5 separate regions of the Sus scrofa genome follow, and regions 1, 2, 3 and 4 are each linked to region 5. Evidence: chromatin contacts called from public Hi-C and HiChIP or PLAC-seq data. All regions are on one chromosome and are shown on one strand. Each heading gives the region's core, a stretch centred on a gene start, on an enhancer-like site or on the middle of the called end of the contact. The rest is flanking DNA. Distances are from core to core; before and after follow the strand shown.

Region 1 (2,700 bases), core at 47-2,546, 140 kb before region 5:
GGATACCAGTAGAGTTCATTTTCTGCTGAGCCACCATAGGAAACCCCCCATTTTTTTTTTAATGAAATAAAAATCATGAGATATCACATAAATTTTAATTTTCAGCTACTTCTCAAAAGTGGAAATATCTGAGGGAAAAAGTGAGATCATATTCCCACATGGAAACACTCAGCTGAAGAGCAATTGATACTTTAAAAAAGGGAAGGAGCTTGGCTGGCCTCTGGAGACTTTTGAGTGTGTGACCTTTGGGGGCCATGTCTGGTTTCTTCTTTTTAGTCTTATCAGTCCATCAGTCACCTATCAGTCTCACCTACAACCCTACCCTACCTAACCCAGACCCCTGAAAGCAAGTTGCTTTTGTTTTTAAACCATATGTATTCTAATCACACAAACACCAGGCAGAGTTGTAAGAACAAAGTTGAAAGTGAATGCACTCTCTGTACTGGGTCTAGGCTCCTCAGCCTCATCTGCAGCCACAATGGCATTCTCTCAATTCCAGGAGCCACACATGCTCTCTGCTTCCAAGCCTTTACACACGCCCCCACAACAAAGGCCGAAGTCCCTTCTCCTAATCATTTTTCACATCTCAAATGACATTTCCTCAGAGACACCTTCTCAGATTCTCCCTAGCAGTTTAGAATCATCCCCCTTTCACATGCTCCCATAGCTCTTTCCCCTTCTTGGTGGCAGTGAATAGTTATACTTTCTCAATGTCTACATCGGAGACAAGGGTCTTAATCTTGTTCACCACTGATTTTCCAGTATGGATAACAGCTGGTCAAGTATTTCCATAAAACTTTCAATAGGTCTCCTCAGCACGTGTTCTTCAAACATGCCCACCCTGTTAGCCCTCACCTCCCCCCATTCACTTTCCCCACTGCAGCTTCCAGAGTAAAGAAAGGTAGGGTATTGAAAACCCTCTTCTTAAACTTCAAATGGTTTTAAGCAGGAGGTGACAGCACCAAATTAGCGATTTTAAAGGATTCTGCTGACTGCAAACTGCAAAATGAAGGGAAAGAAGAAGTGGACGTGGGGAGTTCTGTTAGATTTCGATATATTACTATTCCAAATCTGGAATAACGTGGATTCTATACATCCACCTGGTTTTTCTCAGTTAGCCACACTTCACGATAGTCTCCACGGCTTCATACATAAAGTGGCATTATCACCGCGAAACCTCTGGACCAGCCCCGTTCCCAAATGTTCGTTTCCGCCCCACTGTGACAACCACGACGCCCTAAATTCCCTCGGACTCTGCCAGCTGAGTCCAGAGGCCACACTTGACGCAGCCAAGCCAGTCCTACCCGAGGTCGCACATGGGCCGCTCCGGGGTCAATGGTTCTTTGGAGGACCAAGCAGAGAACCGACTCAAAAGAGTAAGGGGGAGGAGGACAGCTAAGGAAAAAGCAACGAAGACACCCTGAAAGGCGACGTCGAACCAGGGAACCGAGGACAAGGAACAGGGAACAAGGTTTACCAAAGCGAATCCTCGTACACTCCCACTACAGCTTCCCTCTGCGCCTCAACTACCGGCTTAAACGAGCCACGCCACTTATGCGACAAAGAAAACGCCATATTCCTGCGACCAGTTTTAGAAACCACCCGCTACTTTTAACCAGGCAGGCCAATCAGCACGGTGAGGCCTTCAATCAAATCAGTCACATTCCGATTGGCCAATGGCATTGAAGACTCGGCCCTCCATACCCAGCTCTGATTGGTCTTCAATCCCGGAATAGGCGTTAACCTCAGGAAGGAGCTGGCAAGATGGCGTCCCTGGATCGGGTGAAAGTACTGGTGTTGGGAGACTCAGGTGAGCCGCTTAACCCACCTTTGGGGCTCCCGACACTTTTGAGTTATATGAAAATCCTCCCCTTTCACTCCCTCTCCACCCATCTGCGGATGAACTGACTCTGGCGGGGGGCTGACATCCCTCTCAAGGCCCAAAGACTACACTTCCCAGAGGACTTTGCTCTGTTTAAGCGAGCCGCGGCTTCGCAAGTGTTGGGGGCGCGGAGCCCGGGCCTTTCTCTGTTTTTTTTAGGTTTTTACATCTGTCTACCAGATGACCGCAGCTTAGTGATCCTTTGTTTTAAAACATATGCGGATACTGAGTGTGGTATTAGACGCCGTGCTGAGACAAAGTTAGGACCTTTCCTTTAAGAGATTTTGTTAATTAAGGAAATCAAACGTGCGCTTAGGAAACTGTACCAGGTGCTTTGCATATATTGACTCAATCCTGAGATCAGGCCCGTTATCCCATTTTACAGATGAGAAAAGAGAGGCGGAGGGCTGTAAATGACAGAACTGGTTTGAACCGAGAGCCTGTGTGCTTAAAACACTAACCTATATTATTTAGTGAAATAGCAGGTAGTAGTAATCTTTTACGCTCAACTGGGCTTCTTGTTTTCTTTATTCTCTTTAATCTTTTCTTCTTTTTTTTTTTTTTTTTTTTGCTTTTTAGGGCCACACCCAGAGTATATGGAGGTTCCCCGGGCTAGGGGTCCAATCGATCGGAGCTACAGCTGCCGGCTCACACCACAGCCACGCCAAATCCCAGCCAGGTCTGCGATCTACACCACAGCTCATGGCTCCAAACATCTGACACAATGTCTATCAGAGCAAATATCCAAAAGTCAACTCCAGAAAAGCATATCTATGAAATGCAAAGTTACCATTTATTCCAAGTTTTTAAAGAGCTTA
Region 2 (3,009 bases), core at 176-2,675, 130 kb after region 5:
GCAGTGCAGCTCTTATTAGACCCCTAGCCTGGGAACCTCTATGTGCCGTGGGTGCAGCCCTAAAAAAGACAAAAAAGAGGAAAAAAAAGTTTCCTCATCTATAAAATGTAGTTAATATGCATGTTTTTGCAGGGTTATCCACAATAAGAGGAAAGTGTATGTGTGAAAACATTCTGCAAGTTTTAATAGTGCTATCAAATATTAGTCATTGTATTTTAGGTAAAGAGTATTTCTTCAAATGGATTTTTTAGAATTATTTCTAAAAAATGACGAGTTGAATTTGATCTATAAGTAAAAGCTTTTATTATGAATACTCACTAAAAACAAACATAAGATAAAAAGAGGCTCTATAAATGCCACAAGTTATTTATTCTGCAGGAAGTTCTTTAAGCATTAATATGAGTAACACTTCACGGGCAACTTGTTTCATAGTTTATGACACAATTCCAAATATATTATCTCATTTTATCTTGACAAGGCAGGGCTAGTATTTACCCCTACTTTACAGATGAGGAAACAGGCTCAGAGCATTAAAGTGCCTTATTATGGACGAAGAGCTAGTAAGTGATAACGGTTTGTGAGTATCTGCTTATGGGGCCATGTGTTGGTGTGTCTTGGAGTGTAGACATGCATACGTCTGAGCATGTTTTTTTATGCAGTAGTGTGTCTTTAACTCATGTGACAGATTCATGAAGGACATGTATTTGTATCTCTCAACATGTTTCATAAAGGGGGAGAGGAGAAAGTCCTAGCTGAGTTGTTCTGTTGGTTTTTTTTTTAACAATGATCAGTGACAGCCTTTTCCTTTTTTCTTCTTTTTCCCCTTCCTTTTCATTTTTAGAGCTGTTTTTCATTCCCAAGCACAGTTTCCAAGAAGGTCTTGCCTGGAGAATATGTGCAATTTTATCTCCACTCCTGGTTTAGGAAACAACAGCTTTCCAGTACCCCCAGCCTTCTGGGAATTACTTCCTCTTTTTTTCTTTTTTTCGCTGCCTGCCAGCTTTATTGAATTCCCCTTAGCAACATCCAAAAAAGAATGGGTTTAGCAACAGCCTGTGAACCAATGAAACGTGAGCATGGCCCGGGTTTCTAGACCAATGGGAGGGAGCTCTGCGTGCCCTTCAAGCTCGCTCGGAGAGAAAATAACCTGGAGTTTGCAAAGCAGCCTCCAGGTGGCAGCAGACCAACTGTATTGGACACAGACCCTCAGATCTCACATCTACTTTGTTTTTTGCTTTCTTTGACCTGTTCTTGGACTCAAAACGTTTGACCACTATAAGGATTTTACAGTTACAAGCTTTTTGGGTATGAGCTTTCTACATGACGTGGTAGACCTCGCCTGAAGGCTGGAATCTTAGATTCTATCCCTGCCCTTACTATGGCCAGTTGCATGACCTTTGTTGGTTCTGTCACAGCCAGTGCTACCTCAGTAGGCACAAGCCTGGAGGTCCCAGGTGACTACCTGCCCAGACAGTCAGGAAAAGGGCTGGAGGAATCACATTCTCTTTCATTCAACTGCCACTCCTGAATGGCAGATGGAGTGGGGCTGGCTTTCTGCCACCATTTAATATGAGGGAAGGACTGTGTCACTGACAGGTTACTGCCTGCAAATGCTCACATTCTTGGTGGCATAGGCTGGGACCATTCCCTGCCTTTTCAGTTTTGCTACATATGTATGAACACAAATGTCTAACCACAAGTGGTTTGAAAACAGTTCTGTTAAGTGATTCAGCCCCCTTGGTTCTCTGAAGCCAGAGGCAGATATGGACAGGGGGCTGAATAGGACCATGTCGAATAATAGCAGATCCGTGTTTCTGATGGTTTAGCCATCCTTCTCTCGCCTTTTGAGATAGCAGAACCCTAGTCAGTGAGACTTTGGTCCTTTTGATATGTGTATTTCTCTCAAGCATTTCCACTTCTGCCTGGTTTACTCTTCTCATCCTTTAGGACCTATCTTCAGAAAGTCTCCTTTGATTCTCACCCTCCCACTGTTACACTTACGCATTGCTTTCTGGAAGTCTCTGTTGTGTTTCCACGTGAGGACAGGGACAGTCTTTATATCTCCAGACCTTAGCCTAGTACTGTCCTTTAATGGGTGCTCAGTTAACATTTTTAGAAGAAAGCATGCAAGGAGGAAATTTGCTCTATAAGAAGCACTCTTGGGCACTCAGAAGTAACTGGACCTGAGCAGGAGCAGTGCCAGCAAGATGGATGCTGGCAGTTGGCAACAGCTTCTGGCTGTTCAGGACCCTTCAGCACCATGAGTCTTCACTCCAGACCACAGCCCAAGCCTGAGAGATAATTACCACCATTGGCTTATCCAGAGATGGACTCATCTCAGTGACAGAGTTTCTTTTTGATTTTGTGTTTTAGGAAGAGCCAAGGAGCAAATCCAAGATCTGTGCCAATGTGTTTTGTGGAGCCGGCCGGGAATGTGCAGTCACAGAGAAGGGAGAGCCCACTTGCCTCTGTATTGAGGTAAGTCCTAAGGTCGGAAGCCAGAGGACAGTGGCCAAGGCAGGTGTGGTTACCTTGCTGGAGCTACCAGTCAGCAGTGCCCATGATTTCATTATCTTTATAAAAGCACACCTTGTGTATTTGAAAGAAGTGAAAATTTTATCTCAGAAGGTAAAAATCAGATGTGAATGTAGGGATACTTTTCTTTTTAAACACTACTTACCTTTATAAGATTTTTAAATTACAAAATTAACAGTTGCTTTATATAAGTCGATAGTAGAGACATTTATACAAACATAAAATTAATAATCTTTCCCGTAACCCTCAAATCCCATTGGTCTTAGGTAACTGGTGTTAAGAGTTCAGTATATATTTGTTCTACATGTTCATTTTTTCTATGCAACTATCTAAGATTTCTCCCTATTTTATGTAAAAATGAGATCATAATATAGACAGCTCTAGATATATGCAACTCACATTTTGTACTTATTAATATATCATAACAATGTTCTCTCTAGGTCAGCACATATAGTTTTAACTCCTTTTTTTTTT
Region 3 (2,846 bases), core at 305-2,804, 180 kb after region 5:
GCATTACATTTTAAAAAGGATAAAACTGAATTTTTTTTTTTTTTTTGGTCTTTTTGCCATTTCTTGGGCCGCTCCTGCAGCATATGGAGGTTCCTAGGCTAGGGGTTGAATCGGAGCTGTAGCCACTGGCCTACACCACAGCCACAGCAACTCGGGATCCGAGCTGCGTCTGCACCTACACCACAGCTCACGGCAACGCCAGATCCTTAACCTACTGAGCAAGGGCAGGGATCAAACCCGCAACCTCATGGTTCCTAGTCGGATTCGTTAACCACTGCCCACCACTACGGGAACTCCCGTATTATTTTAAACATTTGCAATTTTCACACACTAGGTTCCTGCCAGAATGTTATCTTGATCCCAAGTAAAGTCTACTTTTTAAAAGGACCCTTTCAAAACAGGTTTCAAATTCAGGACACTCCATTGGTTTTAAAAACACTCCATCCCTGCTTTAAACTCACAAAGTGTATCCTCCCATAACCATAAATCAATCAGAAATTAAGTTAAAGTTTGGCAGGAGGTAAAAAGCATAATTTCTCACACAAATAACCGGCAAGAAAAAAGTTAACTTTATTCTTTTTAGGAAGAAAGCAATTTAATAGCACTGGTTATATACAATCGTCTAACATTTTTATGCATAAGCTTTGTAAAAAAATACACTAAATATTTTCATTTCTATCCATGACTTTTCAAAATTATAAAAATTTCAGAAAAAAACCGACTTTAGGGTAAGGGCGAAAACAGGTTTAGAAGTACTACATGAAAGCCAGAATCAGGACTTTTCCAGTTAAATTGAAGTTTTAACCTGAAGTAAAATCTCAATGCTTTCTGGGTTAAACTGATCAATTAATTTGAGCTATTTCAAATTAACGAAAACTCAGCCATGGCTCCCAAATTCATTTCCAGCCACTGCAACTTAAACCAAAAACCACAGAAGTGCTTCTACAGCTAAAATGGTGAAATGTTCTTGACACACATTCCTTTAAAAAAAAAAATCCTCTAGGGCAAGCAGGCCAAGGATTAGCCATATTTTTTTTGGATGGAGAAACTGAAATCAAATCCCCTGTCCGAGGAAACAAAGTTATTTAACAGCAGAACCCGAGGTAAGATCCAAGAGTCCCGATTTCTAGTTCAGCTGCCTTCGCGCTTTTAAGTCGGCTTGGTCAATCCCGGGACTTTGAATTCCCGGGTCTTGCTGTCATGCAACTGAATCATCACTAAAGTCCTGAGTCCTCGCTGGCTCCCGCAGACCAGGGGCCCCCACTCCGAAACCAGGGCCTCAGAAGGCGGTGCACCGTCACGCGCGAACCCTCAAAGCCAAATAACCAAACTGTCCTCGGACTGTTTACCGAGGCCACCCTGGAATTCGGGGACAGGTCACCAGACTTCAAGAACTATAGAACACGACTGCCCGGACCCAGCCGGGCTCAGAGAGTAAGCCGAGCACTGACTGCTCTCTGCCCCCGCCCGGCTCATGGGATCCTTGCGGCGCGCCGCGCGAGACGGAGTCCGGCCCTTGAGCGGCGCGCGCACCCCGCCTCCTAGCGTCGCGTGACTCCGCGGGGGGGGAGGGGGGCCGGGGTTAGCGCCCGCCCGCGCCACTTCCGACGCAGCCCTCGGTTCAGGTTCCGGGGCGCCGCGGAGCTCCCGGCCTGTGGGTCGCGCTCTGCGCGACGCGGTGGCCGGGATGCAGGAGGCCGGAGCGCCGGTGGCCACGGCCGGGGAGGCCGAGCTGAACTTGTCCCGCCTCAGCGTTTCTCCCGAGACGCTGGAGTCGGAGTTGGAGGCGCGGGGCGAGGAGCGGCGCGGAACGCGGGAGGCGCTGCTACGGCTGCTGCTGCCGCACAACCGTCTGGTGTCGCTGCCGCGGGCGCTGGGCAGCGGCTTCCCGCACCTCCAACTGTTGGACGTGAGCGGCAACGCGTTGACCGCGCTGGGGCCGGAGCTGCTAGCGCTGAGCGGCCTGCGCACGCTGCTGGCCAAGAATAACCGTCTCGGCGGGCCCGGCGCGCTGCCCAAGGGCCTGGCCCAGTCGCCGCTCTGCCGCAGCCTCCAGGTGCTCAACCTCAGCGGGAACTGTTTCCAGGAGGTGCCCACCTCGGTGCTGGAGCTGCGTGCGCTGCAGACCCTCAGCCTTGGCGGCAACCAGCTTCAGAGCATCCCGGCTGAGATCGAAAATTTGAGGAGGTGAGCGGGTGCCGGCCTGCCCGAGAGTAGGGAGGCCCCAGCACAGGGTCGAGGGTGGGTGTCCCGAGGCCCCGGTAGTTCCGGGGCCCTGCGCCTGGTCTTGGCGCCCGTTGGTTGTCACGTAACTCTCTCAGTCCAGGCTCTTGAACTCTTTGGCTGCCCTGCCAACTCAGTGAGTTGTACTGAGGAGCTGATAGGATCATGGGTGTGACAGCGTTTGGTTTGTTGTGTTTGCGCTGTGCAGATTTTCGAGATATTTTTTCTGTTTTTCTGGGGTCACTGGAAGTGATCTGAACTGAGCATATACTCAAACATATGTAAATCTGAGGTTGTCACTTAATTGCTCCGGAGTCTTGGGTGGTTTTCCATGCCTGTAGATCAAAGTTTATGTCCTGTAAAGTGACATACAAAGGAACTCTGATCTGATCCCTGCTTGCCACTGCGTTACCTACTCTGTCTTCTCCTTGGCAATACCAGCAATACTATTTGTGGAATTCAGTAAGGTGTGCACTTTACCAGCAGCTTGTAGGCTCTCACTAAATGTGTGTTGAATGGATACAGTGCCTCTGTACATTGTTGTTCCTTTTGCCTAGAATGTTGCTTGCACTGGACAGACCCCTGCTCATCCTTAAAACCTGTTTTGAGGGTCATTTTTTGTT
Region 4 (2,700 bases), core at 71-2,570, 230 kb after region 5:
TTGTTGACATAATGTCTATGAGATTCATCCATGTTGTTCATTTCTTTTCATTCCAAGGTAATATTCCACGGTATGAATATTGTCCATCTATATTCATCCGTTCTCTTATTGATGGACAGTGGGTGGTTTGGTGCTATTTTGAATAAAGCTGCCGTGAACATTCTTATAGAGTCCCTCTCATTCCCAGTCCTATGTGTCTTATTTGTAAATTTTCTTTGTGCTATCAGTGATGAGAGAAGGGTGGTGAGGTTGAGGGGGGGCTGTGACTGATGTGGCAGTCTGCATGCAGCCCCAAGTGCCTTCTCCAGACAGCCCCCCTGGGTGCTGACCTCCCTCACACTGCAAAGGGAGAGCACTTAGAAAATGAGTGTCCATGTAAGTGGGGGAGCCCTGAGGTGCAGTTTCAGTGATTCTGGAGTCTTAAAAGAGACTGTGGAACGTCTGCTGCCATTGCTGTGGTGTTCCCCTCCTTCTCTCGGTTCCCCACCCCAGTATAAGTTGACTCTCATCATCCACTGAGCATTCTCCCATCAAGGGATTTAAATATTTATGAGCAAGAGTCTTGTTCAGAATCTAATAAAATATTTACGTGTTTCCATGGGGCATTGGTTTCCATCGAGACCTCTCAAGGTGTTTTTTAGAGACACTTGTCATAATCACGAGCTACTCAGACAGAGACAGACGATACCATGTTACTGAGCCCACCTTGCTTCCTAGGGATAGGGGAGAATGAGCACACAGATAATGGGCGTGAAGAGTGTATGGATCAGGAGAAAGACTGCATGTGGAGAAAAAATGACTTAGGAAAAGCACTTGTGAACGGAGTGCCCCGAAGGTGTGAGTGCAGAGGTGAAGGTGGAAAAGAGCTTGTCACCGTGAGGAGGGATTAATTAAGAGGGGATGCATTCATTCCAAATAGAAGGATGAAGGAATCAGTCTTGTCAAAGACACAGCTCCTTTGACACCCGTGTAGACAAGGCTTGTGTAAGTCAACTATGCCGAGTGCTATAATTACGTTATCACACCTGCTATGAAAATGTGGGGGAAGGAGTGGAGGCTAGCCAGTATTTCCAGGTGGGGGGTAGAAAACCAGCTATTTCAGAAGGAATCATTATTTTCCTCTGAGGGAGAAGTGCCTTTTGAGTCTAGTTCTGAAGGAGGCGTGACTCTCTGACTGGCAGCTGTGGTGTGGAAGGGCATTTCCAGAGATTCAGAAAGTAACTTGAGCAGACATTCAGGTCAGGGCCAAAGTGCTGGTGTGGCTCAAGTAAGATGAAGCAGTGGGGGAAGGGGGGGTCAGGGCAGGTTTGCAGTAAGAGATAAAGCAGGAGGGCCAAAGGCTAATTTGTAAAGGACACAGAGCATGGACTTTAGTCTGTTTGTTGTAGAGAACCATGTAACTTTTGACCAGAGATTGGGCCCAATTTTGAGCAATTCTTTGGAGGTACCTCCAGCCCCAGCAAGGCTTTGAGGTCTGTTTGTGTCCAAGGCCCTTCCAGAATATTCTGCTGTATCCAATGCAGTCTAAAGGCTTTGTGCCATCTACCTTAAGGGATGTAAACAAGAGGAGGTCAGATCCATTCAATATAGTCCTGAGACTAAGCAGAAACAGATCTCACCAATCACCTTACCCTAAGCACACATATACTCACGATGCCTAAGTCAAACTGAATTCATGGGCTGGATGCTGCATCATTTTGATCTCCTTCATGGCCACTTTGCCTCTGCAGTGATGGGCGTCGGGGGGCGGGGGGGACGTAGACGAGTCTAAGAACCCCTTTAACACATGAACCTAAATCTGGGTCACTATACTTCAGGCAAGGTTGCTAGGCAACAGAGGACCCAGCAGTGAGGCCGGCAGACCATCTCTGCACAATTCAGGCCTGCTTCAACCACCCAGTGCACAGTGACTAGAGAGGTATTTGGCAGTAGAGGGTTGAGGCTGTGATGATTGACAACCCATAGACAGGCCTGCTTGGTCACCTTCCACATGTGTTCTCCTTCAGACTGCAGATCCCTTTTCAGAAGTGCCCTATCATAAAATAGCGATGGGGGTATGAAAGTTCTCAGTCATCTGCACTTTTTGATGTTAATAATAAAGAAGAGATGAATTGTAGAAGAGATGGGAAGATAATTTTCAGGGCAGCAGTGAGGAACTTTGCATGCGTGTAGATTAGCCGGGAGCTCTGGAGTTCTGATGGGGGGAGAACAGAAAAGGGCATGAGAGGACTTCTTTAAAAAAGCTTCATGACTCTGCCCAGAGCCTTGCTATTTGGAACTGCTCTCACACTGCCATGGGTACCTGTTCCAGAGTGATGGTGGAACACTCAGGAAAGAATGCTCCGGGCCGTCCTATTGCAGTCTGCCTATGCTGGAATGTCAGACTATCAGCCAGCACTGTCAGCTCTCCATCCTGATTTTTCAAGGATAACGGGGTAACTGGGAAGACCTTGAGAATGGAGGCAGAAGCGAATGTCTTAACTAGGGAAATGGCAAGACTCTAGAGCAACATAATCCTTTTTGGTTCTAATGTAAGATATTCCTGATTTTCTGCATAAAGTGGAATCGCCCAAAGTCCACTTCAGCTGTATTTCCTCTGAATAGGTGAATAGGGTGAATGCTAAATTGAGAGCCTTTTCCAAAAGGACCTTTCAATGAATCTGTGATCATGCCCTGGCTGGTGATAGCTACTTGCTTTAC
Region 5 (2,920 bases), core at 10-2,509:
TAAAATCGTTTCTTCTCCAGGAACATTTTGGAAATTGCTACAATTTATTTAGCTAGAGAAATACAAAGAAATGACATCTTCTGAAAAGTGTTCCTCTTTAATTTTTTACTTTTTGATGTTTTTAGGCTTTTTCCTTTTATTTGACAATAGCAGAACTGGATCAGTTTCAGTTATATAGAAATATAACTTTCATTTGTGATAAATAACCATTATTATTATCACACTGCCCAGGCACTTCTGCTCCTATTGACTCATGAGTCACTAAAATGCTTTCGCATGGTAGAAATGGACAAGGGCTGTTCAAGATAGAAGGTACTACAATGTATGGGCTGTCAACCGTCCAGTAGTTTTCCAGTGGTAGTTTGTAGACTGAGTGTGAGTAAAGAAAGACCCAGAGATAGACTCTCCTCAAGCTCTGTAGGGTATCCATTTGCCCTGTTCAAAGGCTATGTGGCATCAGGCATCTGGGGATCCCAAGCAGACATGACAATCCTTTCTTTCTCTTGCTTCCACAAGGAGGGCACTCTGGCCCAGGAAGCAAATGCAGGAGAACATGAAAGGTGAGTGAGAAGGAAGCCAGAGCCTGGGGAGACCACAAGATAGTGTGAGCAAAAGGCTGAACCCATGATGAAAGGAAAAAGCTAGGGGAGGGAAGGTGGGTAAGAGAAAGAAACAGTGGACAAGGGCAGAACAGAGGACTAAAGAAGTGGCTCCATTTTTCCAAGGGCCATTGCTACTTTCTGCAATGCAGGTCACTGTAAGAATCTATTTAGTTTTTAGTTAACAAAAGAAGGGAATCCTTTCTGATGTTCCAGAGTCCTTGACAAGAGATGGTTCGGGTTTTTAGGGGAACAAGGACTCCTTTCTGTGAGCATACATCCTAGCCAGAGGTCTGGAAATCTGCCCCCTCCCTCAAGGTGATCCTCAAATACAGCCAGAGTGGGGGGCCCACTGCCCACCCCAGGGTCACCCTCCCCCAAAGGGTCTGCCTACCCCTGTCAGTCTGCTCCTCAGGGCTGCAGAAGCCTAGGATCAGGGTGGAACAGAGATCCCTGTGTCCTGATCTTGCTCTTCCCCTCCATTTCCCTCTTGCCTCCTCCCTCACCTCTGTCCCTGGTCCTCTGGACTCAAGTTCTCTCCTCCCACGTTGCCCCTCTCTGGACTTTGTGACTCAAAAACTCAAGCACTTTAGGAAAAACAGCGCTCAGTGTATTCTTAGGCGTGGGTGCTGCTGCCCCTTTAAAATCCACCATCGACAGAGTGTGGGGGTTGGGGGGAAGCGGGGAGGAAGAAAGAGAGGCAGGTCTTCTGTCTTTCTTCCCGAGATAAAGGTTATTCTTAGCAGTAAGATCGGCTTGGCATTTGGGGAGATTTGTGTTTCTCTCCTTCCCGTCCCAGGAGTTTTGCACAATGCAATTCCTCTTCTTTGTGCGGGGAAGAAGATGAACAGGGAGAAAGAGAAGGGAAAAAAGAAGGGCGCGCCATCACTGTTGCCCTCGTAGGCATTTCCCAGGACTTACTTTGGAAAGCTGGTCTAGTTGGTCAGAACTGGGCAGGAAAGTGCCCTCACTCCATCCCCAGAAGGTCAGTTTAATTCTAACGGACACTTGAAGTGAGAAGACTAAAGGCCAAATAAACTCCCTAAAGGCCTTTCCACAGCACTTTGTATGTCGCACATGTTCAGCTAGCGTTTGCTCAGCCAGTCTCCCGCTTGCACTCTTATTTGGGCTGGGTCTCCCAGGACAGACTTCGGAGAACTAGGAACTTGAGAAAATAAAAAAAAATAAAAAATAAAATAAAAAAGGAAAACGGTGGGCCAATCTCGAAGAAGACTTACGTAATCTGATCCCACTCTGGAACCAGACGGTGAGATTCTGCAGAGCCGCCAGCAGGGGGAGCTCAGGCAGTGTGTCAGAACGTCGGCACCGAAGTTGCCAGGAGCCAAAACCTCCGGATAAACAAAACAATGAATCTTTGTGGTTTCTCTTAGGTTCTTAATCCTGGGAGGCTCAATCCAGGACGGCCTGATTTTCGTCCTAGGGGAGCCAGCTAGCTTCTCCCAGAACACTAGCTGGGTCTTGGATGTCTTAATAGGTCTCTCTCTCTGTTCTTCCCTCCTCAATTGCTTTCTGTCTTCCTCTATTTTTCATCTATTTTCTCAAACTGTCTATGTATCTCTTTATGTGTATCTCCTTCTGTAATTCCCCTTTCTCTGAATCTGTGTTTCTGTCAGTGTTTCTTTCTTGTTATTTCTCTGTATGGTCCTTGGCTCACTAGCAAATGTTAATGTAAATGGGGATGAACCCACTGCAGACTGAGCTCTGAAAGATTTCAAGATCTGGCAAAAACTAACACTTAAAATAAAATGTAGAATAATTATTCTACACGGGTTCACCACTTAGCTATTGGGTCATGTCGTCTTGTTATATTTCTCCTGTCTCTGTCCTCCTAGCCTGCTGCCCTTGCATCCTGCAGTACTGCCTTGAGCATTGGTTGCTGCCAAGCTGCTGCCCACCTCCCCCTCCCATTGATCTCCAGGGGTCAATGGGACCAGCCCAACAATGTTTTTCAGGTCTTTTAGAGAAAATGCCCATACCAGAATAACTGTACCTCTAGTGACATGGTTTTCCACTTCTTAATTAAGACCCAGCCCAGAACACACTGGAACCCTTGGGACGGGGATTGAGGAGCTCCGGGTGAAAAACTGGTGAGGGACTCAGCATTGCACTCTACCTAAAACCTCTTGCCCTCCAGCATTCAGGTGTTCCACCTGGATCTGGTCTACTCTGCCAGAGTATCTTCACTCACAGTGACATTCTCTCTGGAATCTTCCTCATTGTCTGTCTCTCCAGACTGACACTTGGGGACATCTGGCTTATTATAGATTCCATATATATCTGACCCCTATAGGGGAAAGAGT

What was found. Hi-C and Micro-C count contacts between places; a contact is called where the count stands out from the background. HiChIP or PLAC-seq counts read pairs in DNA pulled down with a chosen protein or histone mark.
Region 1: a contact with region 5 is called in an H3K27ac HiChIP or PLAC-seq map of alveolar macrophages. The contact joins the promoter of RABL3 here to the enhancer-like site in region 5. A contact is called at or near these places in 7 of 47 Hi-C or Micro-C datasets (brain, embryonic fibroblasts, heart right ventricle and 2 more) and 1 of 2 datasets of contacts at active chromatin or transcription factors (alveolar macrophages).
Region 2: a contact with region 5 is called in an H3K27ac HiChIP or PLAC-seq map of alveolar macrophages. The contact joins two enhancer-like sites. A contact is called at or near these places in 1 of 5 promoter capture datasets (liver), 26 of 47 Hi-C or Micro-C datasets (adipocytes, alveolar macrophages, brain and 15 more) and 2 of 2 datasets of contacts at active chromatin or transcription factors (alveolar macrophages and skeletal muscle).
Region 3: a contact with region 5 is called in a Hi-C map of skeletal muscle, with 4 times the contacts expected there. The contact joins the promoter of LRRC58 here to the enhancer-like site in region 5. A contact is called at or near these places in 1 of 5 promoter capture datasets (liver), 16 of 47 Hi-C or Micro-C datasets (brain, embryonic fibroblasts, fetal heart ventricle and 10 more) and 2 of 2 datasets of contacts at active chromatin or transcription factors (alveolar macrophages and skeletal muscle).
Region 4: a Hi-C map of liver shows a contact between it and region 5, with 3 times the contacts expected there. The contact joins two enhancer-like sites. A contact is called at or near these places in 1 of 47 Hi-C or Micro-C datasets (liver) and 1 of 2 datasets of contacts at active chromatin or transcription factors (alveolar macrophages).

What each region holds. Positions count from the first base shown.
Region 1 is chr13:139,607,868-139,610,567 of Sscrofa11.1, forward strand. RABL3 (rab-like protein 3) reads left to right here and starts at 1,297. Exons shown (of 8, transcript XM_021070305.1): 1 at 1,297-1,810. The coding sequence starts at 1,765. GTF2E1 (general transcription factor IIE subunit 1) reads right to left here and starts at 1,616. Exons shown (of 5, transcript XM_021070303.1): 1 at 1,478-1,616.
Region 2 is chr13:139,880,681-139,883,689 of Sscrofa11.1, forward strand. It overlaps FSTL1 (follistatin-related protein 1), which reads left to right. Exons shown (of 11, transcript XM_021070306.1): 3 at 2,374-2,478. Among named protein-coding and RNA genes, the nearest start is that of FSTL1, 35 kb to the left of the region's middle. Within about 2 kb of position 1,426, at least 36 of the 83 cell types and tissues checked have an H3K27ac peak or open chromatin away from gene starts, as enhancers often do. A contact at or near this core is called in alveolar macrophages, omental adipose tissue and retroperitoneal adipose tissue, where this site is marked.
Region 3 is chr13:139,926,154-139,928,999 of Sscrofa11.1, forward strand. LRRC58 (leucine-rich repeat-containing protein 58) reads left to right here and starts at 1,555. Exons shown (of 5, transcript XM_021070309.1): 1 at 1,555-2,187. The coding sequence starts at 1,688.
Region 4 is chr13:139,977,766-139,980,465 of Sscrofa11.1, forward strand. The region is part of intron 1 of GPR156 (probable G-protein coupled receptor 156); the gene reads left to right. Among named protein-coding and RNA genes, the nearest start is that of GPR156, 4.7 kb to the left of the region's middle. Within about 2 kb of position 1,321, at least 3 of the 83 cell types and tissues checked have an H3K27ac peak or open chromatin away from gene starts, as enhancers often do. A contact at or near this core is called in liver, where this site is marked.
Region 5 is chr13:139,749,887-139,752,806 of Sscrofa11.1, forward strand. It overlaps LOC102162379 (a long non-coding RNA gene), which reads left to right. Exons shown (of 5, transcript XR_001303087.2): 5 at 1-2,668. Among named protein-coding and RNA genes, the nearest start is that of NDUFB4, 21 kb to the left of the region's middle. Within about 2 kb of position 1,260, at least 50 of the 83 cell types and tissues checked have an H3K27ac peak or open chromatin away from gene starts, as enhancers often do. A contact at or near this core is called in alveolar macrophages, fetal skeletal muscle, liver and 5 more, where this site is marked.